Regions from separate parts of the Canis lupus genome. Here region 1 is linked to region 2. The links are chromatin contacts, called in public Hi-C maps. All regions are on one chromosome and are shown on one strand. The core of a region is the stretch at or near the end of the contact, and the rest is flanking DNA. Distances in the headings are between cores, read along the strand shown. Region 1 has its middle 13 kb from the start of CEP63. Region 2 holds the start of AMOTL2 (angiomotin-like protein 2).

The links. A called contact is a pair of places that touch in the nucleus more often than the background predicts.
Region 1: a contact with region 2 is called in a Hi-C map of skin fibroblasts, with 1.9 times the contacts expected there. The contact joins the enhancer-like site here to the promoter of AMOTL2 in region 2. A contact is called at or near these places in 2 of 9 Hi-C or Micro-C datasets (amygdala and skin fibroblasts).

The regions. Positions count from the first base shown.
Region 1 is chr23:31,752,784-31,756,605 of UU_Cfam_GSD_1.0, forward strand. No RefSeq gene overlaps it. Among named protein-coding and RNA genes, the nearest start is that of CEP63, 13 kb to the right of the region's middle. Within about 2 kb of position 2,443, at least 4 of the 20 cell types and tissues checked have an H3K27ac peak or open chromatin away from gene starts, as enhancers often do.
Region 2 is chr23:31,682,756-31,686,789 of UU_Cfam_GSD_1.0, forward strand. It overlaps AMOTL2 (angiomotin-like protein 2), which reads right to left and starts at 1,530. Exons shown (of 10, transcript XM_038570932.1): 1 at 1,404-1,530.

The DNA of each region.
Region 1 (3,822 bases), core at 1,193-3,692, 71 kb after region 2:
TTCTTCCCTAGAAGGGAGATCACATGATTTGATTTGGGTGACAAAAGCCAAAAACTTGTGTAGCTATTTTTGTCAGCATTTTCTTTGTGACATTGTAATATTCTGTTCCTGATACTTCTCTCACTTACCGGGTATTTCTCAATGTGGTCACCATTGGTAGTTTGGATAGAACAGTTCTTTTTTGTAATATAGTTAACAGCCCTGGCCAACATACCACTAAATGTAGCAGTGTTCTCTGATATCCACTTCTCCATCATCCCAGTCATTGTAACCCCCCAAAAAACTTCCTGTTTCGAAAGATATCAGCTCTACTCTTAGTGGAAGGAAGAGAGAGAAGGAGGGAAACACTAGTATTGAATTGGAAATGAGAAGGTATCAACAAAAAGGCCCCTTGCCAAGTCTGCTTCTCATCTCTAGATGTATAAATTTAGCCTTTCAAAGGCTGTCTTTTCCATAAGGCTTTCCTGAATTTCCTCAGTTGTAGATTATTCCTCTTCTTAATATTTTTTACTTTTAATTTACTTTTAAATTTAATTTAATTAATTTACTTTTTAAAGTATAATCTGTATTCCCAATTTTGTGACCCTGAGATCAAGAGTCACATGCTCTACCAACTGAGCTAGCCAGGTGATTATTCCTCTTTTGATTCCCCTCTTCTGTGGGAGAAGATTTCTATTATCAGTTTATTTATCCATCCACCCACTCATCCATCCATTTGTCCATCTATCCAGCAAGTATTTCGTGAGCGCTTGTAGTGCACCAGGAACACTGACCCCCCACTTTAAAAAAAGATTGTATTTTATTCATGAGAGACACACATAGAGAGATGGAAACATAGGCAGAGGGAGAAGCAGGCTCCTTGTGGGGAATCTGATGCAGGACTGGAGGATCACGCCGTGAGCCAAAGGCAGACAGACACTCAACCACTGAGCCACCCCGCTGTCCCATCATTGACCACTTTCTTCCTAGATTATCGCCCTTGGCATATGTGTTTTATCTGGTCTAACATGTCATCTCAGGTAGGACCCCCCATGTGATCCAGCCTGGCATCTCCCACAGTGCTTTGCAAAGTGTTGGTGCTCCTGCTGAATGTCAGTAGAATGAAAGCTACTGAATGCTGACACAAGTTTTAACCCACATTCCAATTTGTATTTGAAACCTGTGAGAATATTTTTTGAAACAATGCTACTCTGATTTCACGATAGCTACCTTATTTTTTTTAAATTACCCATAACCCTGCCACTTTTTTGGGAGATAAAGCAAGATATGACAGTTTCCTTTTTGGTCAGTCTGACCTTTGTCCTCAGACACCTCAGTCTGGCCTTTGTCCTCAGATTATTGGTGACCACCAATAATCTGTTGCCTTTCCTTCCAGACTTTTAAAAGCATGCTTATGCAAATTCACATACAGATACGACAAGTATATTTATTTTGTTTAAATTAGCATTAAGAGGTTGTATGAAACATGGAGAACAAATTAAAAATTTACAGAGTAAATAAACGATGATATCTAACTTAAGTGTATATAGTTCTTTGTAACTCCAAAACAGTTTTGAGTGCTCTGTACTTATTTTACCTCCCAGCCCTGTAGTGTAGGCTCAGAGATGATGACAGACAGGCTCCTGGTCACACAGGTAGTGGTGGGGCTAGAATTTGAACCCAGATCTTCAGCCTCCTATTTCACTGCTGTTTCTACTATGCAAAATTTCTCTCCTGAGGACTCTTTTGGGGATGATTATTTGCACACTAAAATTATTCTTTGCTTGACTTCAGAGTACCAGTGTAGAATTCTTTTGAAATGCTTAAATGTTTTATTATATTGAAAACAAACAATAGCTAATGTTTATCAAGTGCTTACCATATGCCAGAAACTGTTCTGAGCACTTTACTCGTGTTTGCTCGTTTGGCACCCCCATGAGCCTATCACATGAGCAGTACTGTCAACCTTCTTTCCGATCCAGAAACCGAGGGTCAGAAAGGTAAATAACTGGCCTGGGAATGGGCAGCTGGTGTGTTCCACACTGGGTTCCGAATCTGTATTTTTCTGCCTTTTTCTGCCTCCACGGTCTGTACTCTCAGCTGCTATATTTTGTAGCAGCCTACATAGGGTGTACTTACATGTAATTTCAAATATTTCACTCATGTGAAATGAAGCAAGGTGCAAACTTGACCTGAGTTCTACTTTAAAGGTATTTGCAACATGAAAGAAGAAAGAGAGGTCTAACGTGGGGTAAGATATTTAGATAAATGCTAAAATCAGAGGCAAACAGCAAGAAAGAGAGGAATAGGAACCCAGGGACATAAAGCTCGCTGCTTGGTTGACAGAGAAGGAGGGAAACTAGGTGAGAGAGGCAGGCAGCAGTCTGTGGGCTCTGGGAACCAGCCCGGGGCTCATTTTTTCTAGGTAACTGCAGCCACTGCTGCCCGTCCTCCCAGGCTGAGTACTGAGACTCAGGAGCACCTGGTCTCCCAGAGGGTAGTCCTGTGTGAGCAGGAGCTGTGGGTGGAGGGGAAGGAGGAGCTCTCAGCATCTGCACAGCCCTGATTGCTGACAGCCCAGAAGCTGGCAGGAGGGCAGTGGAGAGCCAAGGGTGAGAAGGATGGGACCGGAGAGAAGGGTGTCCCTAGGCCAGCCCATGTTCCCATCTGCCTGGGCTGAGCTGGAGAAGGCCGTGTGGGGTCCTGATGACAGGGGGTAGGACATCCCCACTGGCAGGGAGGCAGGGACACTGCCTCCCTTCTGTTCCTCGAGAAGTCCCGCAGTTAGACCATGTGCCAGAGTGAGTACCAGTCTGTGCACATGGTGATGGGCGCAGGGGTACTTCTTGAGACTTAGATGACATGTGAGGAGGAAGCGTGGGCAGAGATGCCAGGAGAGTGGAGGCAAGATCATGGTGTGGGCGGAGGAAAACCCCCTTTGCCCTTGGGTGGTGGCCCCACGATAAACGGGATCTGACTCACCAGGGAAGGCGGAGAAACTGGGATGGGTTTATACATCAACCTCCCTCACTTCCTTTGGAGTCACTTGGTTGTTTTCAAATTCTCCACCCGTTGTCGGCTCCTGCCTCCCCTCATCATATCCAGTGTGTATATGTGTGTACATGTGCAACTGGCTCTAGGTAAGGATAAAATTGGCTAACAACAGGAAATTGTGCCTATTTTTGCCCTATGAAAACAGCTTTTCCGTATGGTTCAACATGATAGGGTAAATGGAAATAAGAACCAAGGTAGGGAACCCTTCATGAGCTAAGGTGTTGACCATTGTTCTTGTATCTTGTTTCAATCAGAGGCTTTATTCCGAGACAAGTGGATTGCTGTACCTAGTGCAACAGAGTCTAAGTTCATATAGTAGTTGGCTAAAAGATGGATAAAATTTAGGCACAGAGCGACGCCTGGGTGGCTCAGGGGTTGAGCGTCTGCCTTTGGCTCAGGGTGTGATCCTGAGATCCGGGATCAAGTCCCATATTGGGCTCTCTGCGTGGAGCCTACTTCTTTCTCTGCCTATGTCTCTGCCTCTCTCTCTCTCTATCTCTCGTGAATAAATAAATAAAATCTTTAAAAAAAAAATTAGGTACAGACATGCCCTGGGATTGGGTGGTAACTTTGCTTCAAGTTCTCTCAGCTGTCCACAAATCCTGGCCTAATGACTTCTAGTGTTTGTCTACCTACCCTCTTACTCCATGGGTCGGATGGGCTAGCTTTCAGGTGGTGACAATGACAGAGGACTCACTCAAGCTCAGGAAATAATTTCAGCAAAGGGTCTGTAGGAGCAGGACTGCCTTTCAGGATGCCTGGAGGTCTGCCCCAGTTTTTTTCTTGTCG
Region 2 (4,034 bases), core at 280-2,779:
CCTCCCACACAAAACTCCTAACTAGATTCAGGGAAAACCAAACAAAACCCCTATCCCCACAGGTCTTATGTATGGGGGGAGGTCAGTGGGAAGAATGTGGTCCCTTCTCGGCCACAAAACTAGCCCCATTGCCCTGCTGCCTTTAAGGTTTGGTAGGTTGGCAGAGCAGCCAGTGCCAATCTACTCCTCCCTCCAGGCTGCCCAGAAATGAGGAGAGGGAGAGGAGTCTGGAAGGCATCTCTGTGCCCATCCTTCTTGGCACCCAATCGGCCGCCCCCTCTCCCTACACCCCGGAGGCGTGGAGATGCAAGACTCCAGAGTTACCAGAGGCAAAACAAACTGCAATCAATTCGCCCTAGAGTTTCCTCCGCGGGGCATTTCCTAAAGTAATCAGTCTGGGCTGACTCTCCAGCCGAGAATGACGGTGGGGAGCAGGGTGGGGAGAAGGGGGGGGGGGTGGCGTGCAGAGCTTTCGGGACGGGCTCCTCGTGTCCCCCCCGCAGCCGTGAGCCTGGGAGCCGGGAGCACCTCCGGGGCCCCTGTGCCGCGTTTGTCCCCGTCAGACCCCTCAGATGCACATTCTTTCGGCTGAGCCGTTACTAAAATCTGTGACCGCGACCCGGCCATGCACCTTCGCTGCACCGGCGCACCCCGGCTTCCTGAAAACCAGCGCCCCCTCCCCGGTAAGCAAACCACTCCGGCTCGCGCCGGGGCTCGGCCTCGCCTACGGAACCCACGCGAGGGTCTCTAAGGAGGCGTGCACCGCAGCAGGGATGCCGCCCTGCCCGGGCTCCCGGCCGACCGCGAGCACCCGGAGCGCGCGGGGGGGGGGGGGGGGGGCGGGGGCCGGTGGCCCAGCAAGGTCTTTAAGCGTCGCGGGTCCGCCTCCCTCCCGGCCTCCCGAGCCCTCTTTGTTTTCCGAATGCTCCAGCGCTGACGTCACCGGGCTGGCCGGCCGGCCGCATTCTTTCTAAGTGAGAGCCGTTCCGAGGCTCCAGAGAGGATTTTCCAAGGAAGACAAAGAGGAATTCTTGGACGGGTTGGGGGCAAGGACACCTGTGATCTGCCCCCAACCGGATCGGCCCCAGGGCCCGCACCTTGAACCCGCAGCGGCGCCCCTCTGCCCAGCCCACGACCCGAAGCATAAGCCCCCGCTCCCCGCAAAGGCTGCCCCCTCCCCCCGCCCCAGGGGGCCCGCGGGCCGCCCAGAGCTCGGGACGGCCCCGGGCCGCCTCTGCGCTTCCTCGCAAGGGCGCCCCGCACCCGGGGTCGCTCGCCGCGCCGCGCCGGGCTCCGGCTCCCGCTCCCGCTCCCGCTCCCGGGAAGGGCGGGCTGCGCGGGGGCTCCGGCTGCACCGTGGCTCCCGGGCCGCGCTCCCCGAGGCGCCGGGCGGCCGTCCTTACCGCTGCGGCCCGCGGGTGCTCGGCGTGGTCGGCCCGGCGCGGCTCGCCCGGCTCGGTGGCGGCGGCGGTGGCGGTGTGCACTCGGCGGCGGCGCCGACGCTCTGGCCGCCCGGGCCCCGGCGCGCAGCTCCAGGCTCGGCCCGCGCCGGAGGCGGCTGCTATGCCAGGAATGTGAGAGTTTCAGGTTCCCCCTCGGGATCAAAGCGAACCACAAATAACCTCGCAGCGCGCCGCCCTCCTCCGCCCTCCGCCGCCCTCCGCCTCCTCCCCGCCCTCCTCCCGGCCCCCGCCTTCCTCCCGGGAGGCGGTGCCGCGCGCCCCGGAGCTCGGTCCCGGAGCTCGGTCCCCGGGACGCGCGGCGCCTCCCTCCGCGGCCTCCCCACGCCACCGCCGTGGGCCCCCGGGGCTGCTGGGGACGGATTCATGCCCTCGGCCATTGCCACCCCCCCCCCCGACCCGTCCCCACCTCCACCTTGCACCCACTCCTTCAGCCCATCCGCGAAACGACACCCGGAGATGGGCAGTCGCGGGTCCCCAAGGGGTTCTGGGCTTTGCTGCAGGGAGAGGGGCCCCGTGTGTGTGTGTGTGTGTGTGTGTGTGTGTGTGTGTGTGCAAGGGGAGGAGGACTGTCAAGATGTCCACACCCGCCCGGCTTGCTTGGACTCTACCTCGGTCCGGCTCGAGTCTCCGAACCCCCACTGCTCTCACCGCCAGCGGCCACCCTTGAATTGCCCTGTTATTGTTTACAAACACCTTTGCCAGCTCTTTTAGGGCCTGTCTCCACAGGAAGTGTGAATCTGGGTTGAGAATCTTCCGGTTAATTGGAGCCACCGAACTACTTGAATCACCCGCGGGCAGGCGCTCTGTCCAACATTTCTGGAAAAAGGTAGTAATGGGCATCCCCGAATTTACGCAGGGTGCACGGTGTGCCACCACCCGCTCCTCGCCTCGTCATCCCAGGCAGTCCTCCCAAGTCATCCTCCCAGGGAATTCTGTTATCATCCCTGAGTTTAAATGAGGAAACCAAGGCCCAGGGAGGTTAATTAGCTTGCCCCAGGGTCACGCGGAGCAGAAGTGATGAAGCCAAGTAACCGATGGCTGCTCAGTTTTTTCTTTTCTCTTTTTAAATTTCAATTCAATTCAATTTACCAACATATAGTATAGCACTCAGTGCTCATCCCATGCCCTCCTTAGTGCCCATCATCCAGTTACCCGAGCCTCCTCACCCACCTCCCTCTCTGCAACCCTTTGGTTCCCAGAGTTAGGAGTCCCTCATGGTCTCCCTCTCTAACTTTTCCCCACTCAGTTTCCCGCCTCCCTTCCCTTATGGTCCCTTTCACCATTTCTTATATTCCACACATGAGTGAAACCACATGATGATTGTCCTCGGGTTGACTTATTTCACTCAGCAAAACACCCTCCAGTTCCATCCAGTTTTACTTACTTACTTTTTTTTTTTAAGATTTTATTTATTTATTCATGAGAGACACACAGAGAGAGAGAGAGAGAGAGAGAGGCAGAGACACAGGCAGAGGGAGAAGCAGGCTCCATGCAGGGAGCCCGATGTGGGACTCCATCCCAGGTCTCCAGGATCATGCCCTGGGCCGAAGGTGACGCTAACCACTGAACCACCTGGACTGTCCCTCATCCAGTTTTTCATTCTCAAAATCGTCCCGGTGCCACCAGAATCCAGGCTCCCCAGAGGGACTGGACAGACCCTGGGAACCCTCCTCTCTCCATCTGCTCTCTCTGTTCCAGTCTCTTTGTCATTTCCCCGTAGGCACCTGCCAGTCAGGGGCCTTCCCCTAGTATCTACCTCTGTTGCTCCTGCTGTTCTTCATCTGAATGCAGTTCTTTCCTCTGCTCTTAGGACTCTTACTCCCTCACTTTTCCACTAGGCTGGCCCATCTGTGCTGGCACACATCTTTTCAGACACACTCTCCCCACCTGCCCTTAACCAACCCTGTCCCCACCTGCCTTTCTCCACAGAACCCGCACAGTTCAGTGTGTCATTCCTGAGCCCTGACCACACAGGGCCTCCCGACATCTGCATGAGAGGGACTCAGTCTCCTGTCCACTGGGAGGGTAAAGGCTGAGTCCTCCCACCCAGTAGGATCCTCTCTTCTTCCCTTCACCTGGATTTCCTGCTGGAGAGATCAGGGCCAAGAAAACTTTGTAAGTTCAAAGAGCTATTTACTAGCCAGGGACGTTGTTAATTTTTAATAAAGCCCTCCCCAAAAATGTGTGTATGTGTGTGCGATTTACTTGTTAGCCAAATATTGCCTTACAAATAATGGTTGGCTCGGAAGCAAATGAGGAAATAAAGTCATCTGTGCCAAGCTAAGGGATATTTGACCAGCCCAGGACCATCTCACAAAGAGAAGCTAAGGCCAATAAGCCACTGTCCCAACTAGATATACTCGGTAGAAATTTTAGAAATGAAAGGGAAGAGAGAAGAAGAGGTCCTTTTACCCTGTGGACAGCATTCTTCGTGCAGACACTTGGTGGAGGTATGAGAGTAGGCGGGGGCATGTGCACACTGGGGTTGCAAAATCAGGGGAAAGGTCATGTGGTACAGTCCCGTCTTTCAGGGACTTTCAGGGGGCCACCTGACAAAATACTTGACAAACA